Linked DNA regions of Mus musculus: region 1 is linked to region 2. A link is a contact called in public Hi-C data. All regions are on one chromosome and are shown on one strand. The core of a region is the stretch at or near the end of the contact, and the rest is flanking DNA. Distances in the headings are between cores, read along the strand shown. Region 1 has its middle 23 kb from the start of Ercc6. Region 2 has its middle 15 kb from the start of Ogdhl.

Region 1 (6,889 bases), core at 296-2,795, 190 kb before region 2:
TTACTCATGCGATGGAGCCTGGCAGCTATGCCCAGAAAGTAAAGAAATACAGGATTGTGCACCGTTAGCTCCAGAAAAAGTCAGCATCAATAGCTGAAGTATAACTTATTGCTTTTGCACTAGGATAAAGCTGAAAATCACTAAATCAGGGACCACCTCGATATGAATTCTTAAGACGATGGCTGGTATAAAGCTATTATAAAATCTGAGTTGTTATTATTGCTACCATCAAAAAAAAAATTCCCATCCCCCCTCAGGCCACTAGAACCAGAATCCCCAGGGATGGCAAGGAAAGGTCCTTAGTTCCCCATTCTCTGGAGAGCTGACACACTCTGAGTGTGACCTCCAGAATCCAGCCCAGGTGGCACATTCTCTGACTCTGCCCTCTAAGAAGGGCCTCTCCCTTATTCATCCACCTCATGGCTTCCCTGGTTTGTCCAAGGTTTCCTGTGTCCTTTGAGCTTCCCGACTGGTCTCCACTGCTCTCTCGGCCTGACTTCCTCTCCAGAATAGTTACCGTCTAGACATGATCATTTTTTCCTCAAAAGTCACCCTTGGACATATCTCACTGGAGAAATACAACATTTCCTTTTGTAACTGGCTGTTCTAGCCCATGAGTCATTGTGGCGAGGACACAGGTTGGAACCCGGAGTTGGGGTACAGAAGCCAGGGGAAACCCCAACTGCATCACCAATATTGGAGAAAAGGATACGAAATCTTCTCAAACAACTCATCAGCCCAGGGAGCGCAGTTTTACTAAAATATTTAAAGTGGGGTTTCTCAGCATATGAGTCACGACCCTTTTGGGGGTCAAACAACCCTTTTACAGGGAGGCATGTAACAGATGTCTTGCATATCAGATATTTGCACTATAATTATGAAGTAGCAACAAAACAACTTTATGGTTGGGGGCCAGCACGATATGAGGAACTGTATTAAAGGGTCGCAGCGTTAGGAAGGTTGAGAGCCACTGATTTAAAGCCTTATGAGGGAGGGCATGAGAACTGGGAATCACAGCCTGTGTGCTGTGTGGTGTTTTCTGACTGATAAAAGAATTTCTGCTTTCGGTCCAGCAGAGAGAAAGCCAGCCTCAGCAAGTTTTCAGAGTGGGAGCAATTTGGAAGTGGTTTGGAAGAGTTCAATTCCCTGCCTAAAGGTCTAAACAAGCTGAAACTGGAGCTTTTTATACAAATGGTTAGAAACGAAAGCAAAAAAAAATTTCATCAAGCAAAGGTATGTGTGCAATACATTGGCCCCTTGGTGTCATTTGAAGTAAATTAATGTGGAGGACCAAAGAAATGGAGTCGGCAGGATGCAACGCTCCAGGGACCTGCCTGCGATTTCGTTCCTATTGTAGCAAAACCGGTGCTCCCAGCGAGGCTTCAGGGAAAACTACAACGTGCTTAAGTAAGATTAATCAGTAAAGCAAGCGTCCACCTAATGAGTCATCTTTGACATCACAAAGCCAGGAAAATATAAGGCTGCAGCCTGGCGGCTGTGTACTCCCAGAAGCCACAAAACCGGAGCCGCCCACATGCGTGGGTGGGTGTGGTCCCTGAGCACACTTGTCTCAGCGAAGACGAGACAGAAAATGACAGCCTCCTGGGTGCTCTTCACTGCAGCGGGAAGAGTAGGGGTGGATACTAAAGCAAGCCTCGGGGGGAGGGGGTCCATGTCTCCTCAGCAGCCCTCCTGGATTTCAAGAAGCTCTGAGGGACTGTGTTTCTATGAGCAAGTGCAGAGTCTAAATAATGGTGTTACACACATGTAATCTCTGCACTCACGAGACTGAGACAGGAAGACTACAAACTTGACATAGTTTTGGAAATACACAGAAGACTCCCAGTCTAAGAAAGAAAGAAAGAAAGAAAGAAAGAAAGAAAGAAAGAAAGAAAGAAAGGAAGGAAGGAAGGAAGGAAGGAAGGAAGGAAGGAAGGAAGGAAGGAAGGAAGGAAAAGAAAGAAAGAAAGAAAGAAAGAAAGAAAGAAAGAAAGAAAGAAAGAAAGAGGAAGGAAGGAAGGTAGGTAGGAAAGGAAGGAAGGAAAGGAAGGAAGGAAAGGAAGGAAGGAAGGAAGGAAGGGAAGGAAGGAAGGAAGAAAGAAAGAGAAAGAAAGAAAGAAAGAAAGAAAGAAAGAAAGAAAGAAAGAAGGAAAGAAAGAAAGAAAGAGAAAAGAAAGAAGAAACAGAAGGGAGGGAGGGAAGGAGGGAGGGACGGAGGGACGGAGGGAGGGAGGAAGGAAATCTCTAACTCTAGGAACCCCAGGAGTCCAGAGCAAGTGAGATCACAGCTTTCTGAACTACATATCCCCAGTCACTTCTCAGTTTTGAAAGTTCTTTAAGCACTGGGCATGCTGCAATCAATGTTCTCTCTGTTGGCACAGTAAACAGTATAGCCCCAAGAGCCCTAACCAGTCCTCCAGGGTTAGCGGTCAGGCTCCCAGGTCCCTTTCACAGATCCTATTGCTATAGACCTGACCCCTAACCCACTATGCCCCTGTCCATGGTCCAACTGGCAGCCCAGCTTCCTCCACACGACCCAAGAGCAGCATCCAGTGTGTTGGTATGTGGTCCCCTGGTTTACCCTGACAGTCCTTGACAAGAATGCCCCATTGTGCTTGCTTTCTCAGGTCACTGTGCACAGGAGGGGCTTCTGGAACTCTTCCTCAGTGTACAAAGAGCAGGGGGGTTGGCAATGTGGCCATGTATTAGTCAGGATTCTCTAGAGTCACAGAACTTATGCAATGTCTCTATCTATTAAGGGAATTTATTGTAATGACTTACAGTCTGCAGTTCAACTAACCCAACAATGGGCAGGTGTAAATGGGAAGTCTAAGAATCTGGTAGTTGCTCTGTTTCACGAGGCTAGGTGTTTCAGCTGGTCTTCTGTATAAGCTGGAATCCTGAAGAAGCAGGTTCCAACAGATGTGCTGGCCAGTAAGTGCAAGCAGGTGAAGAGCGGTGAGTCTTCCTTCTTCCATTGTCCTTGTGTAGGCTTCCAGCAGAACGTCTGGCCCAGAATAAAGGTGTGTGCCACCACACCTGGATTTGGAACTTGCTTAGTCCTAGGCTGGCCTTGAACTCAGAAATCTCCTTGCCTCAATCTCCTGGGATTAAAGGCGTGTACCACCTTGCCTGGGCCTAAGCTTTACATGGCCACCATCTACCAAGATCTTCGTCAAGATCCAGGTCAGAAGCCTGTGTCTTCTAGTCTCAGGATCTGGATCACAAGTGTACCCTCCATTTCTGAATTGTACTTCACTCCAGATGTAGTTAAGTTGACAACCAGGGATAGGCATCACCACAGTCAAACTGGTGTTCTGGATCAGGCACCCCCATGCAGCCTGCCAGTGAGCTGAGAGCTCCTAGCTCCACTTTTCTGTTTCTGTGGCTGTTCACCATGGCCGTTCCACATCTGCACCATTCTGGACACTGAGGTCACAACAGCAAATGACAGCACACAATCCCTGCTCTGTCAGATTGTATTAAATGTAATCAGATCAGACAATGACATACACCAAGATAGAAGTGGTAGAAAACCCTGTGACAGAGGGACCATAGCCACTCAGACAGACAGGAGGAAAACTAGATAGCATGCTGAGTGAAAACTGCTGACAGGTGAAGCTTTTGTTGTTTGTTTGTTTGTTTGTTTGTTTGTGACAGATTTTCTCTGTGTGGCCTTGGCTGTCCTAGAACTCATTCTGTAGACCTTGAGTTGGCCTTGAACTAACAGAGATCTACCTGCCTCTGCCTCTAGAATACTGGAAGTTGTACAACACAACCAGCCAGCAACAGGTAAGTGAAGGCTTGATCACTACGAGGAAGCCAACGGGGGAAGAGTGAATTGTGGGTAGAGAGGAACAGAGGTCACAGTGAATTTAATGCCTATCCCCACAATTTCTAGGAATATATTCCGACACCCTAGAGGGTGCCTGTACATTGAGAATGTCTGCCCTTTTTCTTTTTTTGGTTTTTCGAGACAGGGTTTCTCTGTATAGCCCTGGCTGTCCTAGAACTCACTTTGTAGACCAGGCTGACCTCGAACTCAGAAATCCACCTGCCTCTGCCTCCCAAGTGCTGGGATTAAAGGCGTGCACCACCACGCCTGCTCTGCCCTTTTTCTTACAGCAAGTACTTTATGGATTTTCTTTGAAATATTTGAATTGCCAGCATCAGTGTTCTTGGGCTTTGGGGCCATGCCAACCATGCCAACCATCCTGATCACCGAGATGGCCACTGAATGACTAGCAGATGGGTAGTGGATAACAAAGGAACGAGCTATGTCTGGATGGGGCAGAGTAGTATGACATAAGATTTCATTATGCTCCTCAGAATGGCATGCAACCCATGAATTACAGTTTATTTCTGGAAATTGCTACTTAGTATTTTTGGAGCATGACTGATAGTGAGTAATAAATTTCAGGAAGTAAAACCATGGAGATGGGAAGGCATTGAACCTGAGACCTGGGCGAGATGGGATCACACTCAGTCTTGGGGCTTCTCCAAGTCAAGTTTACTATTGCTGTGATGAAACACTACGACCAAGGCACCTTGGATGGGAAGGGTTTGCCTTATGCTTCCACGCCACTGTTCATCATTGAAGGAAGTCAGGGCAGGATCTGAAACAAGGCAGGATCCTGGAGGCAGGAACTGAGGCAGAGGCCATAGGGGTGCTGCTTACTGCCTTGCTCCCCGTGGCTTACTCAGCCTGCTTTCTTATAGAACCCAGAACTGCCAGCCCAGGGGTAACCCTACCCACAATTGGCTGGGCTCTCCTCTCATTAATTAATAATTAAGAAAGCATCTTACAGGATTGCCTACAGCCCAATCTTATGGAGGCATTTTTTTAATTGAAGATTCCCTCCTCTCAGATGACCATACCTTAGGTCAAGTTGGCATAAAACTAGAGTCCTTCTTGTTTGAATATTCTCCTAGACTTAATAGAAAAGCACTGGATGGTTTGGTAAGAGGGATACTATATTTTGATTTTGGAACCTCACACCCCACCACCACCACACCACGCCTGCCCACCTGCCAGAGCATGAGTGGGTGATAGGGGAGCAGCTGGAAGTGAAGCCAGCTGTTTTTGAGGCTACCTGAAGGCACTGTGAGCCTCTATTCCAAATAGCCAAGGATTTACAGAAGAAAAAGCAGCAGTTCCTTTATAAAGCACAGTGTGTGTGTGTGGTGGGGGGAACCAGGCATCGGGCAATAGGAAACAGCCAATGGGGCACGCCCAGATGGATGAGAGGAAAATGGAAAGGCAAATGGACAGCTGAGAAATGTCCTTTCGTTAGCCAGAATATCTCCCCCAAAGATGCAGAGAGCAAGTGTTGACAAAGGGGGAGTTGAGGTAAACAAAGCTCATTAGCTGCCAGGAGCATACATCTGTGACACGGGCGGCTACCAGCAACTCTGCACAGATGTCTAAGCAGTGTTTCGGTCACTGGTCACTTAGAAAAGAGGAAGCAGGATGCAAGCAATATTTTAAAAAGATAAAACAGCTCCATCACTTCCAAGGGCCTCTACCGCTTCACGTGTTTTTTTTTTTTTAATTTTTTATTAGGTATTTTCTTCATTTACATTTCAAATGCTATCCCAAAAGTCCCCTATACCCCCCCTGCCCTGCTCCCCTACCCACTCACTCCCACTTCTTGGCCCTGGTGTTCCCCTGTACTGGGGCATATAAAGTTTGCTAGACCAAGGGGCCTCTCTTCCCAATGATGACCAACTAGGCCATCTTCTGCTACAGAAGAGCAGCTAGAGACACGAGCTCTGGGGGTACTGATTAGTTCATATTGTTGTTCCACCTATAGGGTTGCAGACCCCTTCAGCTCCTTGGGTACTTTCTCTAGCTCCTCCATTGGGGGCCCTGTGTTCCATCCAATAGATGACTGTTAGCATCCACTTCTGTATTTGCCAGGCACTGGCAAAGCCTCACAGGAGACAGCTATATCAGGGTCCTTTCAGCAAAATCTTGCAATACTGTCTGCGTTTGGTGGCTGATTATGGAATGGACCCCCGGGTGGGGTAGGCTCTGAATGGTCCATCCTTTCATCTTTGCTCCAAACTTTGTCTCTGAAACTCCTTCCATGGATATTTTATTCCCTATTCTAGGGAGGAATGAAGTATCCACGCGTTAGTCTTCCTTCTTGATTTTCTTGTGTTTTGGAAGTTGTATCTTGGGTATTCTAGGTTTCTGGGCTAATATCCACTTACCAGCGAGTGCATATCAAGTGACTGCTTTATTTATAATAGCCAGAAGCTGGAAAGAACCCAGATGTCCCTCAACAGAGGATTGGCTACAGAAAATGTGGTACATTTACACTATGGAGTACTACTCAGCTATTAAAAACAATGGATTTATGAAATTCTTGGGCAAATGGATGTATCTGGAGGATATCATCCTGAGTGAGGTAACCCAATCACAAAAGAAGTCACTTCTCGTGTTTTTAACAAACCACAATAGTTTTAAAAACTTGTAATCATGAACTTTAGGTGCTTAACTCCGGGATGGGATGGTGTGTGTGTGTGTGTGTGTGTGTGTGTGTGTGCATGTGTGTATGGGGGGGGAGGGAGTTGACCATGTGCACAGTTGAGCTAGAGACAAAAATCAGATCATTAAATTAGGTGATGAATTAACCTTTTGTAATCAGATTCTCTGTGACATGGCACTCTATCACAAATCTTTCTCCTTCAGTCTCTATTTTTCTCTTGGCATTTAAAGTATGACATATAAATAAAACTCTGCCTGGCTAAAGAAGATAAATAGTGTATTCTCAATAGTAGGAGAAACAGAAAATTCAAATACATTATGCATATTGCTGTAGATCCTCAGAAACTCCAAAACTGGCCCAGTGTCTGAGCCTGGTGACAAGCAAAGCCCACAGTG
Region 2 (6,270 bases), core at 3,379-5,878:
TACACACAAAGGCCTGCAGGCAGCAAGAGTCTGACATATTCTGGGAGATAGGGTTGTCTGGCCAGGCATCAGGGGCTAGGAGTTAGCCAGGCCTTACCAGGGGACTTTGGCATGCCCAGAGCTCCGTGGAGCCCATTCAGGGTTCAATGAAGGACAAGTCAGTCTATTTTGGAAAGATCACTCCTGAAGTTCCTCAAAGACCAGTAGGAGACCCAATGAAGGTGAAGAAGGGGCTTCCCTAATGAAGGACTCTAGGGAAGAAAGGCTGTACCAGTGGGGCAGAGGAGGAGAAATGGGAAACAGTGGTAGGGGTAGCGCGGTTGGAAGCATACTGGTACCAAGAGGATAAGAGGCAGCATGCCTTCCAGAGGCCTAGAGGTGCATCAGCCCTGCCACCCACTGTGGGGGAGGGGTGCAGGGCTGAGCCTATCATGTATTTGAGAAAAAAAGAACTATTTTCTCAGGACCCTGAGAGTACAAGTCAAGAGCTTACCCAAGGGGCCCTTGCTTGGGAGATAGGTGCCCTGATATAGTTTACTTCTAGCTAGGTCCAGGAGCCTTAGGCCCTGGAGGGGCAGGGTGACAGAAAGAGACCTGAGAAGACTGAAGGGACACCAAAGTGATTGGCAAAGCAGCCTAAAGCACAGGGTCTCTCCCATGAGCTGGTTCTAGCATCAGGACTGTCTTTTTATAGTGCAGCCTCAAGACTTGCTTGTTACAGAAGTTCAAAGGCACAGAAAGACATAAAAGACAAAATTTCACATTCCAACCCTCAGTTGAGTTTTTAAGGTAACATTTTCCTTTGTCTTTGTTATGGGTTTCAAAGGTTTGACAAAGCTGTAACTGTTATTGCCACAATTTCAGTCTCCCTTCATTTAAAATGACCAGGAGACATTCTCACCACGTCATGAACTCCTGGGTCAGCTAAACATCAGCATTGGACAGGTCACTTAAAGAGCTGGCCTGCCAGGTTTAAGGTAGGTTCTGAGCCCCAGATTCTAGGGACTCTACAAATGATAAATGCAAGTGCCACTGGCATTGCAGAACTTTAGCGCTGGTTGGCTTGCACTAGCCCTTTTTTTTTTTTCTTCTGCAAACTCTTTAGGCAATTGTAAGCACGGTGACTTAGAAACCCCAGAAGTGTAATTAACTTCCAGGGGAAGCAAGGAGGAAGTGTGGGCTGTAGTTAATAAGACTGGGCTAGGCTCCCACATTCTATGAAGCGTGTGGGCTAGAGATGAGGGCCTTAGGGAATAATCAATGCCATTGTTGCTTGAGCTTAGATTGATTTCATAAACAAGAACTGAGCTACTGGAATATCCGATAGGGCCAACACCTTGCTATTTAAACTAAGAAAAGATTGCAACACATTCTCTACCATTGTCCAGAAGAGGTAAGGACACATTTATCATCATTCACGTCATGATGACAGTAAGAAGGAAGAGCTTTCTGGGCCCCTTGGGAAACAGCTCCCATGTTTCTGCCCCCCTGAGATTCAGGAGTAGATTGCTCAGCATCTTCCAGGAGCTCAGCTTCATCGTTGCCTGTATGCTGGCTACTGAGGACGTGGTACCCTGGCATTACTTGGGAGCCTGTCGGCAGCACAGGATCTCTCAGTCTTGACTTAGCATTCCCATTAATACACACATTATATTAGATGCCAGAGGCACTGCTCTCAAGAATCCAAGAATCCTGCATCCCTGTACAGAGAAACCAAGGCTGGCAGCAAAAGGTCACTTCGAGGGGATCGGCTTGGTGCCTTAACAGTCACTGGGTTCATCTTGAAACTTAAGAATTCCAGTTGGGGGGTATCTTGCCTTCTGCCCCTTGTCAGGAGGTAATTATTCTTCCAATTACAACTCTGCAGCATTTTTTATTATGACTTTTATGGAGGATCGCAGGACTATGAGGTGTGAAGGTCTTGCCTATGCATGATTCTCAGGCAAACCATGTCTTCTTAAGATGGTCTGTGGTAAAATGACTATGCATGTTAATTTAAAATGAAACTTTATACTCAGCTACCCACAGATGCACAAGTCATCCCGAGAGCCACAGAGGTAATTCAAGTTTTGGAGTCCTTGAAGCCTTACAGATAACATGGCGGTCCTCCTAGAGGTTAGATGTGAGCAATTGCGTCCGCTCACTTGGCTTCTGGCCACACTGGGGAGAGGAAGGAAAGCAGGAACAACAGAGAAATGATGAAATCAGAAGGAACCCTCTAGAATTCTACCGAATCCCAGGATCTTCACATAGGTACAATCTCAAGATCGCCTCTCCTTGTGTCCGCCTGGGCCCACTGTTCAATGGCCCTGTGGCTGGGGCACACACCTGTTCCAGTGATAATGATGTTAGACCCTGAGCATCTTCCCTCCCACTTATAGCATGGAGAATTCTGACCATTCTGTGATTCCCAGAAGCCTCTGCATGCAGGTGTCCGTTCTATTGTCTGTGATCCTCAGGGCTAGAAGACCACATTTTCTGAAGGTGAGCTTGCCCCTGTACCAGTTGTGGCCATTGAGGACAAGACCCTGGCATTGGCCATTTTCCTCCACAAACTCCCTTTACCTGGAAAAAAAAATGTATTATATGTATTGTTTTTATGTCTGTAGTTAGCATATACTCATTGTAATGGTGATGGGACTCATAAAGACATTTACATTCAAGCTTGCTGTGTATCCCGACCATATCACTGGACAGCTCTCCTCCGTTCTCCTCCCCCACTCTCCCTTCTACTTTTATGTATTTCATAGATTTGTGATCGCTACATTGGAAGAAACAGTTTAAAGGGGTTTTAGTTGATCTGTAGCTAACTATTATTCCTTCTCAAGTCAAACGTCTTAATTTTTTAATTGGGCTGTGGTTTCTATTCAGGTAAGCACATAAACCTACACATAGAGATGAAAGTGTCCCGTGGCACACACTCATGCATGTGTGTGTAAACATGTAAATAATTCCGAGGATCCTGGAGAGATTGCTGTGCTGCCTCTCTGTTAATCAGTGCTCCCCAGAGGCAGCCACAGTCCCACTGCTCACCACACACCAAGTTTGATTGTTTTCAAACTGCAGAAATGGAGCAACACCGCAGAGCTCTGCCCATGAATGCCCAACCCCTCAGGCGCTCAAGTCCCTTATATACAAGGGACATTATTTACATATAACTCTGGGCTAGGGATGTAGCTTAGTGATCCAGCACATGCCTAACACAAAGCCCTGGGTTCTAGTTCCAGTATGTAGATCCCCTCAGCCCCATACACATACCGCATAGACATAGCCTTCTGCACCAGGTAAGCCATCTCTAGATTGCTATTGATGCTTACTGCAAAGAGCTATTATACTGCATCTAGAGAATAATGACAAAGAAAAAATCTGTATGTATCAGTACAACAGAAGGATAAAGGTGTATGACTGCCCTATAAGCCAATTAAGATCTGATCACTCTGCTGTCAGGTGGGTGCATGAAACCAAACTCAGGTCCTCTGCAAGAACAGCAAGTACTCATAGCCATAAAGCCATCTCTCCAGGTCCCACAATCGCTTCTTTAATGGTTGTTTTCTAATCAAGTTTGGTTGAAGCCATCGGTGTTGAGTCCACAGGCAGAGACAAGCTCTTGTGTTCGGCTCTTCCCAGGCAGTGCTATGTCTATAGCTTATATTGTCACTATGTCTAAAGCTTACATTGTCATTCATCTGCATGGCTCCCTCTCACTGCTCGTAGTGATGCATTGCAGGGATGTACAACATTATTTTTGCCTTTTCTACTCTAGATGGAATTTTCGTTCTTTAATATTGTAAATAATGGATCTACGGCATTATAGTGCATATCTATTAGGGTGTAGTATGAGTCATGTCTATTAGACACATATCTGTGAGTTAGGTCTTGGAGCATCGTAGATACCACAAGAAGCTTGATGAAAATGGATGCACTAGTTTACAATTGTATTCTGCTTCTTTATTTCTTTGTATAAATTTCCTGTTCATTTTAAAGTGTGTGTGTGTGTGTGTGAGTGTGTGTGTGCACATGCGCGCATGCGTGCACAAGCACAAAAGAGTGCAAAGCAGAACAGAATTCTAGCCTCACCAAAGCATTAGCCAAGCATTATCCAGAAAGCAGGTCACTGTATTTCCTCATTTGTCTCACAAAAGAAGGATGGAGGAGGCAGGTGGTCAAATGACACCCTCCTACATAAAGCTGTCCCCTCCACAGTGAGACTATACCGAGCTTGTCACCTTTAAACTGTTGGAAGCCCACAGCCAATCAATGCCATGCTCTTTATTGCAGAAAAGGAGCCAGGATACAAGAGATGCTGGAAGACTTAAGTGTAAAGCTCAGCCCTGTCACTGAGTCACCCGGGTCACTTCCTGGCATGAAATCAAGGCATAAGCCCCATCAGAAATACCTGCTGTGCCCGTGGAGGGGGATAAAGGTGTGTAACTGTCCTACACGCTGCTGTTTTCAGTCATTGTGATCTGAACACTCCTGTTATGAGTGGGCGGCGACTGCGCAGTGGCTTTTGTTTTGATGAACTGTGCTTTTCTTTGCCATTCCTGAGACTAGCGTAGTCTCCCTGACTCTGAAGACCAGCAACAATTTATGATATGTGTGAGTCATCGTGGGAGAGTTACAGAGGAAGAGCAGAAGTCACCCTTGGGTCACAGTCCAATAGCATTCAAAGGGATGAGCAAAGCCTGCGGTGACTGCTGGAGCAGTCTGGATGCAAATCTGTATGCTACCCAAATGCCAAAGGCTCTCCTTGTCCCGACCGGCTGGTGCTGGCTTTACTGAGACTGTGTCATATGCTCTGCTGAGGACATAGTGCCTGCTTGTGACTTCTCATGGTCTGCATAATAGAGACAGGTAAATGGGAAAGGAAGTTTCAAGTTGATGTCAGGTCTGACGGCAAGTGCAGGGCTCAGGGACTGAGAAACAAGAATCTCATCGCCTGTGATTAAAACCCACAGAACACCAGGCAAGAGAAACAAGAAAGAACAGTTGGCCTTCAGTGAAACTAGAGATGATACACTTGGAACAATAAAAATGACCCCGCTTCAGGCTGGAGTTGTACATCAGTGGTGGAGCGATTACCCACCTAGCAGGGCAAGCACCGGGGCACCATCCCCAGCAGGGAGAAAAAAGTTTTCACAACGACATCAGACATTTACACAAGGGTCTAGTCCTTAAACCTAAGTTGAAAAGCCTTTCTACAAGCAAGGACTGACTTCTGATTCTAGTTTAGTTGCTCTCTCTGCTTGTGAGGCCCCAGCAGGCCTGCTGGTTTCTTTAGGATCTATTTTCCCATGTAGAGGCAGAGGTAGAGGTAGAGATAGAGGTAGAGGTAGAGGTAGAGGTAGAGGTAGAGGTAGAGGTAGAGGTAGAGGTAGAGGTAGAGGTAGAGGTAGAGGTAGAGGTAGAGGTAGAGGTAGAGGTAGGGGGTGTGGAAAGATGGCTTAGTTGGTAAGAGTACTGGCTGCTCCTGTACAAGACCAGAGTTTGATTTTCAGCACCCACATCAGATGACTCAACTGCCTGCAACTCTAGCTACAGGGGATCTGACAGCCTCTTCAGCCTCCAGGAGCACTCTCTCACACGCACACTTGTACATACACACATGCACACAATTTTTTTTTAAAAAACCTTAAAAAGCAAAAACAGATTTCTCCAAGCTTTATAAGGTCTCAAACTCGGTCTGAGCTACAGTCCTTCAAACGCTCCCAGAGGCCACCTCCACGGCGTGACATTTATCACCTTCTAATGAGCACTCTGCTCCTGTGTCCTGGGTTCTGGATCTGCAGACTCACCAACTGTCAATCAAAAGCACTCCGAATGGCTGCATCATTGGCTCTGTGGTCAGCCCTGGGAACCAGAGATTAAAAGGCTATCAGAGCCGGGCAGTGGTGGCGCATGCCTTTAATCCCAGCACTCGGGAGGTAGAGGCAGGTGGATTTCTGAGTTTGAGGCCAGCCTGGTCTACAAAGTGAGTTCCAGGACAGCCAAGAAACCCTGTCTCAAAAAACCAAAAAAAAAAAAAAAAAAAAGTCCGACAGAGTTTCTGTTGAAGCACACAGGTGAGAAGAAAGGTATCGTTTCATCACCCAAAATATGGCAGTGGCATATTTTGTGCAAGAGACTGTTAGAAATGCAGCCTGAGGCTTGAGATGAGAACCTGGTTTTTGTGTTCTAGACACATTGCTCCTCATGGTGCAGGACTGTGGGAAGATTGGGGTCGATAGAAGGCTGTCCATGTCTGAGGTCAGGGAAGGCGTCCCCAGGGAA

Evidence for each region. A called contact is a pair of places that touch in the nucleus more often than the background predicts.
Region 1: a Hi-C map of pancreatic cancer cells shows a contact between it and region 2, with 2.2 times the contacts expected there. The contact joins two enhancer-like sites. A contact is called at or near these places in 15 of 39 promoter capture datasets (the 3T3-L1 cell line, the C10 cell line, the HPC-7 cell line and 8 more), 5 of 15 datasets of contacts at CTCF or cohesin (embryonic stem cells, large pre-B cells, pro-B cells and 1 more), 87 of 484 Hi-C or Micro-C datasets (3T3-L1-derived adipocytes, the 63-12 cell line, the AML12 cell line and 55 more), 9 of 115 datasets of contacts at active chromatin or transcription factors (astrocytes, embryonic stem cells, epiblast stem cells and 2 more) and 1 of 9 other capture datasets (embryonic stem cells).

The regions. Positions count from the first base shown.
Region 1 is chr14:32,487,372-32,494,260 of GRCm38.p6, reverse strand. No RefSeq gene overlaps it. Among named protein-coding and RNA genes, the nearest start is that of Ercc6, 23 kb to the left of the region's middle. Within about 2 kb of position 1,545, at least 40 of the 459 cell types and tissues checked have an H3K27ac peak or open chromatin away from gene starts, as enhancers often do. A contact at or near this core is called in pancreatic cancer cells, where this site is marked.
Region 2 is chr14:32,303,404-32,309,673 of GRCm38.p6, reverse strand. No RefSeq gene overlaps it. Among named protein-coding and RNA genes, the nearest start is that of Ogdhl, 15 kb to the left of the region's middle. Within about 2 kb of position 4,628, at least 34 of the 459 cell types and tissues checked have an H3K27ac peak or open chromatin away from gene starts, as enhancers often do. A contact at or near this core is called in pancreatic cancer cells, where this site is marked.